2 separate regions of the Oryctolagus cuniculus genome follow, and region 2 is linked to region 1. Evidence: chromatin contacts called from public Micro-C data. All regions are on one chromosome and are shown on one strand. Each heading gives the region's core, a stretch centred on a gene start, on an enhancer-like site or on the middle of the called end of the contact. The rest is flanking DNA. Distances are from core to core; before and after follow the strand shown. Region 1 holds the start of LOC138843905 (a long non-coding RNA gene). Region 2 holds the start of CPNE8 (copine 8).

The links. A called contact is a pair of places that touch in the nucleus more often than the background predicts.
Region 2: a contact with region 1 is called in a Micro-C map of ear pinna, with 8 times the contacts expected there. The contact joins the promoter of CPNE8 here to the enhancer-like site in region 1. A contact is called at or near these places in 2 of 6 Hi-C or Micro-C datasets (ear pinna and an unstated tissue).

The regions. Positions count from the first base shown.
Region 1 is chr9:129,921,068-129,928,280 of mOryCun1.1, forward strand. All of the region lies in intron 2 of ALG10B (ALG10 alpha-1,2-glucosyltransferase B), which reads left to right. It overlaps LOC138843905 (a long non-coding RNA gene), which reads left to right and starts at 499. Exons shown (of 2, transcript XR_011379076.1): 1 at 499-4,773; 2 at 4,925-5,221. Within about 2 kb of position 4,509, at least 1 of the 8 cell types and tissues checked has an H3K27ac peak or open chromatin away from gene starts, as enhancers often do. A contact at or near this core is called in ear pinna, where this site is marked.
Region 2 is chr9:130,496,980-130,504,192 of mOryCun1.1, forward strand. It overlaps CPNE8 (copine 8), which reads right to left and starts at 2,768. Exons shown (of 20, transcript XM_051850927.2): 1 at 2,398-2,768. The coding sequence starts at 2,519.

The sequences.
Region 1 (7,213 bases), core at 3,259-5,758:
GCGGAGACGATAACTGTACCTACAGAGACTTTCCAGATGAGGTGGCAATCGCAAGGTCTGGGTAGATAACCTTTCTGTGGAACACTTCGGAGTCTGCTGCAGTTACCAAAGGACATGTTAGGATAGACCTCGGAAGACTTTAGGAGATAATAGTCTTAGTGACATTGCTAAAGACAACTTTATGAGAACTTTAAAAAAGTGACTTCTGAGGTCGTGTATTTTAAAGCTAAAGGTAACTGGTATTTTATACCATTATCTTAAAAGGTGTTGGAATTGAAGGGGAGTTGAGCAATCATTTGCTCGTGCTTTGTAAATGAGGGACCAAGTTCTATAGTAGGACTGCTTTTTTGTTAGTTTTTGGCTTCTGTGTCCAGTGTTCCTAGTGCATTCATTGAGTAGTCATTCAGTTTCAGTAAAACATTATTTTCAGCATGTCACCCTGATACATAAACTTGGAACTGTAAAACTCATCTTTTAACCTAGTTTTATGTTCTCAGCTTTTTTTTTTTTTAAGATGTGTTTATTTACTTGAAAGGCAGAGTTACAGAGAGGCAGAGAGAGAGAGAGAGAGAGAGAGAGAGAGAGAGAGGTCTTCCATCCACTGGTTCACTCCCCAGATGGCTGCACGGCTGGAGCTGCGCGAATCCGAAGCCAGGAGCCAGGAGCTTCTGCCGGGTCTCCGTCGCAGGTGCAGGGGCCCATGTACTCGGGCCATCTTCCGCTGCTCTCCCAGGCCACAGCGGAGAGCTGGAGCAGAAGTGGAACAGCCGGAGCTCAAACCAGCGCTCATATGGGCAGTGCCGGCTCCAGTTCACAGCTTTTAAAAACATGACAACTGAACAAACCACCCTCCCCCCAACATTGGATTATGCTTTCTCTGGCTGTTGGATGATGAGTGGGTGTGGCAGGTATTTTGCATTTGTAAATATGAAGTTGTGTGCCGGTGAAAACTGCAAGTGTAGTCTTGAATAGTACATGCAGAGCCTTCTTAGCCGTGAGAAAGCAGGCTCAGTCACTAGTCCTAGCAGTGATTGTGGGACAAGTGTGTCTCACCCTGACTTACGCTTTTTAATTTGATGAGAATGCGTACTCGGAGAAATTGGGCTTTCATCATGAATTTATTATAATGGAGATCTAAATTTAGAAAGTCAAACTTGAAAAAAATTTTCAGATAAAACAATTTTCCTGTCTGATACAATTCATGCAAGGAATTTTTTGTGTTTGGTAAAATTTCTCAGAGGAAAAAGCTTTGGCTGTGATCTCGTCTGGCAAAAATGAATTAACCGTTCCAGTGCGTGTGTGGAAAACACTGCTGTTCAAGGGGATGACTGTTCCAGTTCCTTTTCGAGTCTTGAGTCCTGCTGTTCTATGAGATTTTAGAGGAAATCCATATTCGCAGGCAAGCAAGCTCAATCCTTCATAAAGCTAGTCCATGAATTTAAAAGGTGCTATTCATTTTTTCACTATTGTTTTAAATCAGGGATGCTTCTCAATACTTGCAAGTGGATAATAAATATTTTCATTCTATGTTCTTAGGCAGTTGGGAAATAGCTGTGTGGCTGGTGAGTTTTCCAAGATGTGATAGATAGTGGTGACGTAAGAGCCACGTACACGCGACACAGCAGTCATTTGTCTTCGTTGGTTGCACACACACCACACGCTCACCCTTGTGACATCAGTGCACTCGAGGCAGCAGCCAGGTGGTCCTTTCGGTTCTGGCTTTTAGAAACATTCTGAGTTACTGTCGTGTCTGGAACTTTTCAAGAGTTGGCAAGTAGATATTTTTGTCGTGAATTTTTAAAAAATTAGACTTGATTGGCTTTGTTGACTGAAAAAGATAAATGCATTTCCCGGCTAGAGAGTCTGCTCAGTGCGCTCTGGTTCTCTGGATTCTGTGGGTTGCATTATTTCAAAGAATGCCATGGAAAGATCAAATGGGTGAACTGTTTAGATTCTGTATTCGGTCACCTTGAACTCGTTCCGATGTGTGTAACGTTTTAGAGAGCATTATCTGTAGGTAGCGTTTCTGTTTTCCTTGCACTGTGTGTTTCTTCATGTTTGTCTCTCCCCTCAGTGCTCACCCACCGTAAAAACTGCGTCTGATGAGGCACTAAATGATTTGCATATCCTGAGTTCAAATGCAGCATGTCATTTTGAGAAGAGATTATTTTAGCTTTCTGGCCTTCATTTCCTCTTAGGGTTATTTCTGGAATGTATTTGTCATAAAATACCTTAAGAGAAATAGCTTAATGTAATTTGTTTCTAATAAACAAATAGCTCAATGTTTTTCTAGTATGAACTTAACCTTGACTTGGCTTGACAATCTCTTCTTTATAATTGTCTAAAGAACGGGGAGAAAGGGTCCACCATGTTTTGTTTTGTTTTGTTTTGTTTTACATCCCCTAAATGGTGGACTATTATTGTGGACCCACTTTTAAAAAGCAAATCCATATTCATACAAAGAAACTCATGTTTAGTAAGTTAGAAAGCGTTTATTACCTTTGGAGCAATGAGTATTTCATAAGAACGTGAAACAAGACGTGGGGTGTAAATACGAACGTGTTTCTTCTAATGAAGGCTTAGCTAGAACTTAGGAGCCCTGGGCTTGCAGAACAGCATTTGGCGTGGGAACGAGCAGTTCCCGGGTCGAATCGGTAAGGTAAGCACTTTGGTGTTTTGTCCTTTGGTGTTTATGAGAACAGTGTTTGTTCTGACTCTAGTTGGTATCTGGCATGGGCCCAGCTTATTTTATAGAGCAGTCACCCACTGTCATTTATTTACAACATTCAGAAATACCACACGTATTGTAAATCTCTTCTGAATGCAGCTGTTGGAACAGAGTGAGGCAAGTATCCCAGGCAGATATGCTAATCCCCGTGGCAGGTGTTTGGAAGTACACCGTGCTTCCTCAGGAGAAGCATCCCAACCCTTTGTAGGACCCAGTGTGAGAAATTCTTATTTGCTGTAGTGTTTAATGGCTGTACATCTATTTACATATAAATATATGTTGTATTCATAGTGTGATATGATTTCAAAGTTGTTGCTGTTTACTTAATGAAAATAAATAACCTTCAGTCATTAACTTTTTTTATTTTTATTTTTGACAGGCAGAGTGGACAGTGAGAGAGAGAGACAGAGAGAAATGTCTTCCTTTGCTGTTGGTTCACCCTCCAATGGCCGCCGCGGCCAGCGCACTGCGGCCGGCACACCGCGCTGATCCGATGGCAGGAGCCAGGTACTTCTCCTGGTCTCCCATGGGGTGCAGGGCCCAAGCACCTGGGCCATCCTCCACTGCACTCCCGGGCCACAGCAGAGAGCTGGCCTGGAAGAGGGGCAACCGGGACAGAATCCGGCACCCTGACCGGGACTAGAACCCGGTGTGCCGGCGCCGCAAGGTGGAGGATTAGCCTAGTGAGCCATAGCGCCAGCCCAGTCATTAACTTTTAATAACAGTGGAACTGGTGGACTTAATGAGACATAGTTGGGTTCTTTCTGCGAGGCTGCGTTTTCCTGTCCTCTGATAACCTCTCTGGGTCTCTTTTTCACACCTGATGTTGACGGCAGATGTTTCCAACATACTCAGCTTTGTGTTGCTGGGGATATTAAAGTGAAAAGGGAGGGGTGAGGGGCTGAAGGTTTTTTTTTTTGTTGTTGTTGTTTTTTGATATATGTATGGATCCATGAGTTCACTAAATTTACAGAGTTTTTACTTCTAGGATAAGAAACTCTTTCACAGTGAAGTAATCTAATAATATCTTTATATTATTTTAATTGAAACTTTTAATTAATTTAATTTTAGGTCAGTCCACTATGAGATCAAAAGAAGTTAGGGTGTGTTTCCAAAAAGAAAAGTAGACAATCCTGTGTTGATTTTTCACATGGGAGCCGATCCGCTCAGTTCAGATGAATCCGTGTGTGTGTGTGTGTGTGTGTGTGTGTTACAAACAAGATGAGGAAGAAAGGGAGGAAGAATACCAGTACCAGTAGCTGTCACGATCCTGGCTGATTGACAGGGACAGGCTGGTGTGATACTGCTCAGAGTCCTGGGAGGATGGTGACGTCTGGCTGCTGGAGTACTCCTCATACAGTAATTTATTTTTTATATTTCTTGAATTCATAAAATGTTATACTTTTATCTGAAATCATTTTTCCTCTTAAGAGGCACAAACTAAAAATTTTAATGTCGTGGCCACTTGGGGGCGGTATTGTGCTGCGTTTCAAAGTTTTAGTTTTTTGTTTTTGTTTTTTCAGTCTCCAGCTTTACGGTTCTCCGGTCCTGTTTATTATTGTGCTATTCAGAATGCTTCCTGAAGTATTTAAAGCTGAGGGAAAGTGAAGACAGTCAGTGTTGTGTCCTGTGACTCTAGTCGATGACTTACTCTGTGCCGGCGCTCACTTCCCAGCCGCCGTGCCGAGTGCTCTGGCTGTGTTACCTCACTTAACTGTCCCAGCAGCCCTGCGGGGCAGCGCTGCGGCCAACTGCTCTGCAGGCAAGGCAGCTCAGCACGGATGCCCACGATTACAGCAATCCCGGCCCACGCAGCCCAGCTGGGCGCCCCTCTGCCCTTGCTGTGCAGCCGGGGGCCGGGGTCCACTCTGAAATGTGTCACATTTTACAAAGGGAAGTTGTAGTGCACAATGACCTTTTATAGGTCAGAAAACTGAGGCCCACAGGAACGTGGGCTGTGTGGTAGGTCACCGGCGTGTAAGGTGGGGTGGGGTGGGCTGTGTGGTAGGTCACCGGCGTGTAAGGTGGGGTGGGCTGTGTGGTAGGTCACCAGCGTATAAGGTGGGGTGGGCTGTGTGGTAGGTCACCAGCATGTAAGGTGGGGTGGGCTGTATGGTAGGTCACCAGCATGTGTGGTAGGTCACCGGCGTGTAAGGTGGGGTGGGCTGTGTGGTAGGTCACCGGCATGTATGGTAGGTCACCGGTGTGTAAGGTGGGGTGGGCTGTGTGGTAGGTCACCAGCATGTAAGGCTAGGTTAGTTCAGCCCTGGTTTTCGTCTATGGGGTATTTTCTTCCTGAAGAACTGTTTATTTTAAGGGATTATGAATATACATTCCAGAAGCTTTTGAGTTTCATGTTTTGTTAAATACTGTTCTCTTAAATCGACTTGCTTATATGACTTCTAAAATTATATTGAGAATTTGTGTCATTTAAATCTGTGGTTTTGACTCAATGTATTCTTGATAAAAATAAAAGATTCATTTGCCTTTTTACAGTTTGGGTGTTTTCATTTTGTTTGTCAGTGAATTTGTGGGTTTTGGTGTCTTCACACTTGGTTGTCTCCTCCACACTGCCTCCCACCCGGTGCTAAGCTTCCTCTGTGTTCTTGAAATACTGGGACTAATGATTGTGTCTGTCGTGGGTGCCAGCCGCTAGTCTGTGTCCTCATCGTCTCCCTTGATTTTCAGACTAACGGAAGGCAGTAAATCACCGGCTGCTCGCCTTGAACCGGTAGGGGTGTGGTTTGTTGGGCTATGGCTGTGGGAAGCCTGGAGTCTCTGCCTTCCAGAACAGCTGCGCCAGCACCGGTGTGCTCTGCAAGTACCGAGTCCCGTCCAGTCCCTCGCTGCCTCCAGATGGACTTTCTTCTGGTTAGTCTGGGGGAGAGTGGCCATGATAAAAATTGGTCACTCTCTGCCCAGAAGCCACGTCTGGATTATAACTGACTTGCATCATGTGTGGGATTTCTGCTTACAGATAGGCAGGTTGCCGGGGTTACTTTGCCCTGAGAAACTAGAAGGAAAAGTCCCTAAAAATAGTTTAGGTTGGATTAGTAGCCTTTGGGAATAAGGACGTCTGTTGTGGTCCCCTACATGCGTCGTCGTCTTTGTAGTTGTAGCCGGTGGCCATCTGATGGTACCTTGGGTGAAAAAATGCTAGCAGGAAACCCAGGAGCGGACCTGGTGTTGTGCAGGGGGCTGCTGACATGCCCTATCAGTGCCAGTTGGAATCCTGGCTGTTCCCCTTCCAATCCAGCTCCCTGCCAGTCTGCAACAGAAGGTGGCCCGAGTGCATGGTGCCTCCCTCCCTCCCAGGTGGGAGATGCAGATGGGGCTCCTGGCTCCTGGCTTCACCCTGAACCAGCCCTGGCTGTTGATCCCATTTGGGGACTGAACTGAAGGGGTGGATTGCCCCCCCCCCCACTCTGACTAACAAGCCTTTAATTTTTAAAAATTTCTGTTAACAAGGAGAACGGGTTTTGTGTATTTCACGGATACAGTTCTAAAACAACTATACTTCCCTTCCTCCCTCCTTTTCCCCTCCTTTTCTTTTTCCTTTAATTTTTTCAATAACATACTTTAAATTTACTTTATAATCATAGGCTTAGTGTTTTATTAACCATAATGTCCAAGTAAAAAGTAGAAAGACCCCTGTTCCACAGCAGTAAAGACAAGGGCTATAGACAATAATCAAAGCATAAAATGTCAGCTTCATTCTTATCCATTGATTGTTTTGTATTCCATATCAGATATCAGAGAAAATGTATTTGTCATTTTTAGGACTGGTTTCTTTTTTTTTTTTTTTAAGATTTATGTATTTATTTGAAAGAGTTATACACAGAGAAGGAGAGGCAGAGAGAGAGAGAGAGAGAGAGAGAGGTCTTCCATCCACTGGTTCTCTACCCAATTGGCTGCAATGGCCAGAGCTGCGCCAATCTGTAGCCAAGAGCTTACGGGTCTCCCACGAGGGTGCAGGGACCCAAGGACTTGGGCCATCTTCTACTGCTTTCCCAGGCTATAGCAGAGAGCTGGATTGGAAGTGGAGCAGCCGGGACTCAAACTGGCCCCCGTATCCAGTACTGGTGCTGCAGCCTGGGGTTTAACCTGCTGCGCCACAGCGTGCACCCAGCCTATCAGTGTTGAAAGCTGTGGTACAATGATCAAATTTAAATGAAAAAACCTAGGCTAACATGGACTTAACTGCAATGATGCCTCTCTGTCTAATGGATCTAGTACCAAATGTCCTCATCCCTGGCCAGGGAGAGCAGGGAGAGGAGACATCTGAGAACCAAGCGGAGGGTTTTACTCAGCCCCACCTGGTAATCCATGGCTGGGCTTCTCTCCTTCTTTGCAGTGTAGGGGAATGTAACATGTGATAGCTAATGATTCAGCAACAGTCAGTCTCACATGAGGCTGTCCATGTGTGTTCCTTCCTAGCACGCGTGCACACACATACACACAGCCTGGCCACCCACACAGACACAC
Region 2 (7,213 bases), core at 1,518-4,017, 570 kb after region 1:
GGCTACTGGATATTATTTTTCCCATTGATTTTACCTCTGTATTAATCTGCTCTCAGATTTAAATAGGAATGGTACCCTGCCTTCTGAAGGTTTCAGCTCTAGGTAACCTAATTAATTTTAAAAATCCACAACTCAATAAAGCAAAGTGGAGACAAGAAGAGCTATAGAATGGGTAGAGGAGGAGGGAAGCCCCCACGTAAGCATGCCTAAGAAAGCACACCTGTCACCACCCCAACACCAAGTTCACAGGCACCACAAGCTCCCCTGTGCACTAAACCAGGCCCAGCCACCTTCGCCCAAACTCCCTCCTCTTTGTGCTGTATTTCAAGCACCCTGTGGCACCATGAACCCTGCCCCCCTCAGGCCTGTGCCTTACCTCAGTTATCACGCCCCAGGTTGTCACGTCTTAGCTAACACTTACCTCCCAGACTTCACATTTTCAGAGACGAAAGCGTCTCTTGCATTTATCACAGGACACAGCATAATTCTAGAGCAGAGATGGGGAATACCTAGCCTGCAGGCCATAGAATGCTGGTGAAATCATCAAAATTCAGTGAATCGGGGGCCGGTGCGGTGGTGTAGTGGGTGACGCCATCACCTGCAGCGCCAGCATGCCCTACAGACGCCGGTTCGAGTTCCGGCTGTTCCACTTCTTTTCTGGCTCCCTGCTAATGCAACTGGGAAAGCAGCGGAAGATGACCCAAGTGCTCGGACCCCTGCACCCATGTGGGAGACCTGAATGGAATTCCAGACTCCTGGCTTCAACTCAGCCCAGCACTAGTTATTGCGGCCATTTGGGGAGTGAACCCACAGATGGAAAAGGTTGCTCGCTCTCTCGCTCTCTCTCTCCCCTCCCAGTCTCTCTGTAACTCTGCCTTTCAATAAATGTCTTTAAATACATCTTTTAAGGAAGCGTGGGTAAGATCTCACTCCAACGCAACAACAGAAAGTCACAGAGTCAAAACTTGTACCTAGGTCTCAGAGGTCAAATCCAATCACCTCCAGTGATTACAAGATCCTGTTTTCAACAACATACAACTGACTCACTCTGATAGGAACTACTGACCCAATTCCTAAGGCACCAGTGGGAATTTAATTATGTCACTGTTTGCCCCAAAGACGCTTCTATGTCAATCTCAATCTTACAAAAAAAAAAAAAAAAAAAAAAGCAAACTGAGTCGGTAACAACTCCAAGCACAGACTAAGCACCCAGCACCCGTAACACTAAGTACTTGGGTTCGCTTTCAGGATTTTTCCCGCCTGAAAAAAAAAAAAAAAAAAAAAAAAACACCGTGCTAAGACGTAGCACGAGATCCGGCTGGATGGAGGGGTTCCTCAGGCTGAGAAAACGACGAGACCCAGCTGGCTGCGGCCGGCCAGCAAACAGGCACCCAAGCCGGGGAAAGGGGTTCTGAGTGGCCAGGGCACAACTTTCCCATCATAGCTTCCGCGGAAGTGGGTCTGATCTGACTGGGCCCCTGGGCCCCGCAGGCTCTACGGGACGCAAGGCAGGGGACCACTCCAGAATCTATGGCTGGGGCAGGAGGATGTCCGGCTGGCTACTGCCCCTGTGTGCCAACGCCCTCCCCTGGGAACCAGACGCAGCCTCGGAGAGAAAGCAGCTTCACTTGTCCAGCAGACGGGGAAAAATCTCAGGCGGCGCTGAGCGCAGCGACACCCGCAAGGCCAGGACCTGGCGCCGACGGCGGTCCCAGGAGGACGCTCACGGGGGGCGCCCCAGGCTCGCCCCTCCCCAAACACCACTCGTGAAAAATGCCGACGCCACGGTCAGGGGCACCCCAAACTTGAGAGCTCGCGTGCGCCCAAGTTCTGAACGCCAGCAGCCTCCACCGCCCGTGCGTAGGAGGATGGGGGTCTCCAAACCCAGCTCTGCTGAAGCCAGCAAGGGGCTGATCAGGGGCAAGCCAGGGGGTGGTGAGGGTGAGAGAGCGAGCGAGCGAGCGAGGGAGAGAGCGGGCTCCGGGGTCAAGGTGACCATTCGCCAAGTCTCCCTCTCCCTGCGCCCTTTCCAACTTGGTCCGCTAGAGCCCTTCGCAAACACCTCCCGCGGTGCAGCCAGCGGGGCTGCGCCCCAGGGCGGCGGGCAGAGCGAGCGCCGCGCGACCGCAGCCCTCGGGGAGGCAAGCCCCGTCAGGCCCCGGCCCGCGCGCGGGGGAAGCTGCCGCCCAGGGCCCTCGGGTGCCCGGCGCCGCCCGCGCGCCCGCTCCGCTCGGGCCCGGGACGCACCGAGGTTTCTTGGCAAAGTGGGCGACGGCCGGGCTCGGCGAGCTGAGTCACCAGCGCGGCCAACTTTTGCAACGTTTCCCAGAAAAGAGGCACCAAGTCGCGGCGCCGCAGCCCCACCCCCGGCCCCCGGCCCCCGGCGGGGACGCTCACCTGCAGGACACCGACACCTCCACGCGCGTGGCCGGCAGCGCGGCGCCGAGCGGGCTCAGGTCGCCCAGGCCGGCCGCGCTGCTGTAGCGGCTGTCCATCCTGGGCTTGCCCGGCGCCCACATCCGGAGCGCGGGCGCACTGAGAGCTCCCGGCCCGCTGCCGACAGCCCGGCCCCGGGGAGCGGGGGCGGAGGCGGGGGCGGCGCGCCGAGGCGGAGGGAGGAGCGGGCGGACCGCGCGCGGGCCCGTCCCGGGCGGGGCGCAGGAGCCGCGAAGGGGCGCGCGGGGCTCCGGGGCCTCCCGCCCGGCCCCGCGGGGGCGCCCTGCGAGGTGCCCCGGCTCGGAACGCCAGGCGCCGCGCGGCCCCGGCCGTCCAGGAGCCCCCGCCCCGCTCCGCCCCGGACCTGCGTGCGCTTCAGCTGTGTCTCCGCCCCGCACGCCGCCTCCCAGCCCGCGGCTCCCTCCTGCGATCAATCACGAGTGGACGGGCACGGCTCGCGGGATCCCGCCCTGGGCTGGACGCTGGAGGCGCGGCCGCCCCTGCACGAATGGGGCGACCCGTGCCCTGCGCGCCCCGGCCCGCGCAGTCCCCCTCAGCGCCCCCCGGGGGTCCCTCCCGCTGTGCCTGCTTCTGCACTGCCCACCCTCGGGCCCCGGAGGGCTGGGGACGAGGGAACGGTCGCCAGCCCCTCCGTCCGCAGCGGCAAACGGCGGCTCCGAATGTGGGACGAGCGGGGGCTGGGGCGGACTCCACGGTGCGGGCAAGGACTACTGGGGACGCAAAGCAGTCCCTGGGGTCCGCCGAAGCTTGGAGTGCAGCGGGGAAGACCCTCCTTCGGGCAGGGCTCTCGACGGCCCTCGGAAAGAATTTCCTTCTTGAGCCGGGAGGTTGCAAGTTTGCAATGCGACTCCGGCTCCGCGACTCCCGCCTGCCCGACCTGGACTGTTTAAGAAGCAGAGGGGAACCGGGGAGCCGGATGACAGGGTCGCCGGGCCCGTGCCACCAAGGCGGATCAGGAACGACCTTTATGGCTCGCACCTGGGCTCCGGCTCCCCCAGTGCACCTGCGGGTCCTCGGGCGCTCACCACCAGGGGGCGCCCGAGGAGAGGGCGCGGCGCCGCGGGCCCCAGGGAGGAAGGCGGGCGTGCGCCCCACTGGGCGCGCTGCACCTGCCGGCTCCGACCACGACAGTGCCCTGCATTTAACGTTCTAACCCCCTTGGAGCGGCTGAGCGTGTCCAGGCGCGCTCTTGCTGCCTCCTCCCCAGGTTCTGGCTTTTTCTTCCTTTTTTCCAAGCGTCCTGAAATCCCAGGCCTTTCTACCATGCCTAAGGGATGGTATGAATTCCGGGGAAGAGATCTAGGTGCATCGTTGTAAGCTGTTTGTTTTATAGAGCCTGCTGCAGAAATAAAAGTTGCTCACTCTAAGGGCTTCTTTCCCCCGCCCTATGGAGGGAGCTACAGTGGAGATGTGCTCAGCCACGCATACTCTAAGCGTGTCGGTTGATAAATGCTGATGCATGTGTAGAGAAGTCATCCCTGTAACATGGTGGGCCACACTGCGTCACCTCTTCTCCCTTTTGCAATCAGTCCCTCCTTTTGCCACCACCCACACCAGCCCCTCCGGGCAGCCATGAACTGTGTCGTCGTGTAAGAGTTTGCATTTCCTGTGTAAGATACATACACAGCTCATACGTCTGCCACGCAGCCAAACTCGCTCCAGATGCATCAGTGTTGCTGAGCGCATCCTCGGGAATAGCCCCCATCGCATGGTCTCGGGCCACAGACTGTTCACCCCGTCACCTGTTGATGCGTGTTTGACTGTTTCCAGGTTTGGGCTATTCCAAGTCAAACTGCTGTGAGCATTTACTATGTGGATCCATGCCTTTACCACTTTTCAACAAGTATGCAGCAGTGGACTAGACAGATCTCATGGAATGTGCATGTGTAACTTTGGAAGGAGCTACTAAACTGTTTCTAATTTCCCCACTGCAGTTATCAGAGTTCAAACTGCTCCAGACGCCTGCCAGTACTTATTGTTGTTACTCTTTAAAGTGCTAGCACATCTAAGAGGCGGTAATAGTGTCTCCCTGTGCTTTACTGATGGAGCATATTAAAGATAGTTCCATGTGCCTGCTTGCTGTGTGTCTATCTTCTTTGGTGAAGTGTTGGTCCAGATTTTTTTGCTTTCTTACTGTTAGTTTCTTCTGAGTTTTAAGTTCTTAATATATTTCATAAACAAGTTCCTTATCACATCCAGTTTATCAAATTTTTTTCTGTGTGACTTGTGTTCAGACATAAGTTTCCAATTTTGATTAATCTAGTTCCTCAACTTTATCAACTATGGATCTTAATGTTTATATTATATAATCTAAGGACATAAAATCATCTTTAATGTTTTATTCTAGGAATTTTAAAGTTTCAGCTTTTACATTTAAGTCTATGACTTATTTTGTGTTTTTTTTCCTCAAAGTCCTCTGTATTACACATCAATGTCTAATTTTTCCAGCACTGTATGTTAAAAAGTCAGCTTTTCTTCAGTGAAGTCTTTGCAACCTTTGTCAAACATCAGCTCACCCTGTACAGGAGTCTGCTTTGGGAGTCTATCCTATTCACTGATCTATTTGTTTTTCTTAAACCAATACCAGAGAGTCTTGATTAGTGCAGTATGGTGGTGGAACCTTGCCAATTATGATCTTTTTCCAGGTTGATTTGCCATTTTAAATCCTATATTTCTATGTAAATTTACTGATTTACATATTTTAATTTATTTGAAAGGCAGAGTTAGAGAGAAAGAAAGATAGATATCTTCTGTCCACTGGTTCACTCCCCAAATGACTGCAGTGGCTGGGGCTTTGCCAGGCCAAAGCCAACAGCCAGGAGCTTCTTCTGGATCTCCCATGCAGGTGCAGGGGCCCAAGCACTTGGGCCATCTTCTACTGCATTTTCTAGGTCATTAGCAGGGAGCTGGATCAAAAGTGGAGCACAAAGGACATTAACCAGCACCCGTATGGAATGTTGGTGTTGCATGCTGTGGCTGAACCCACTACGCTACAACACTGGTCTTATTTTTATTTTTTACTATCACCTATGCTCTATATATGCTCCAAGGGCTATAAACCAATAATCAAACATCAAAATGTCAGTTTCACTCATATACATTACTTTTGCTTGTACTCTGTGTTAGGTACTACAAATCAGAGAAAAAATTTGATAGTTGACTTTTGGGGACTGGCTTATTTCAGTAAGTATAGTGGTCTCCAATTGCATCCATTTTGTTAAAAAAAGACAGAATTTCATTCATTTTTATGGCTGAGTAGTATTCCATTGTGAATATATACCTGCATCTCATTATCTGCTCATGAATTGAGGGACATCTGGGTTGATTCCATATCTTAGCTATTGTGAATTGAACTGCAATAAACATGGAGGCACAGATAACTATTTCGTATGCTGATGTCATTTCCTTGGGGTAAATTCCCAGGAATGGGATGGCTGGAGCATATGGCAGATCTAGTTTCAGATTTCTGAGGAATCGCCGTACTATCTCCCATAATGGTTGTAGTAGTGTACATCCCCATCAACGGTGGATTAGGGTACCTGTTTCGCCACATCCTCACCAGCATTTGTTACTTGTTGACAGTCATTGTAACTGGGATGAAATGAAATCACACTGTGGTTTTTATGTGTTTTCTCTGATGGCCAGTGATCCTGAGCACCTTTTCCTGTGTCTGTTGGCCATTTGAATTTCAGAGACCAAATGGAGGAGAAGTGGCATCCGTCACCATTAGTCTTCTCGTCCATGAACACTGTATATCTTTCTCTTTGTTTAGGTTTTCTCTAGTATCTGTGATGGATTGGTATCCTAAGGAGAGAGAAATGTAGAGAGACACAGACACACAGGGAAAGCCACATGAAGACAGAGGCAGGGATGGGAGTTGTGCTACACACACAAAGGGATAGCAAAGAAGGGTGGAAGCCACAGAAATGTGGGAGAGACCAGGGACAGTCTCCCCTGGAGACTCTGGGGAAGCACAGCCCTGTGGAGCCTTGATTTCAGACTCCTGGCCAACGAAGCTGTGAGAGGAGACACTTCTGTTGTTTTACATGCAGTTTGGGTAATTTGTTATTGCACCCCTAAGAAAACCAGTACATGAGGATAACATTAATTATTTTCATTCTGCTGTTTTTTCAAGTTCATCATATCGACGTTAGCCTTGAATGCTGAAACTTTTAAAGTGCACTGAAACTTTGTTAAGATAGTCAGCAAAATGCATAAGAAACTGCAATTTTTTTTTTAGTTTCATATCATATAAATACTCTGTATCTTGGATCTTTAACATGTCTAGATTTGGAGGAATTTTTAAATAAAAAGTCTGTATTCACCATTTTTCAAATTAACAATATAAATGACCTTAGATTGTGTTAAAAATCAAAATAAATCACATTTACTAAACTTGGTAATAAGCCATTGGGTCAGTGGTTCAGTCAACATTAGCTGAACATCTACTATGTGCCAGGCATGACTGTAGATCCAGGAGACAACAATTCTCAAGAGGAAGTACAGCTGGCAAGGAATGCATGATTTAGATTACTCTTACTGAACCACTGAGTTTTTTCATTTCTCAGATTTTATTATTTCACGATCAGAGAAGACCTCAGGTGCATATTAAATTGTCTGTATCCATTATCTTGAGAAGCGGTTATTTTGGGGCTGGCACTGTGGCACAGTAGATTAAGTCTCCACCTGAGTCAATGGCATTCCATACCGGTGGTGGTTTGAGTCCTGGCTGCTCCACGCCCAATCCAGCTCTCTG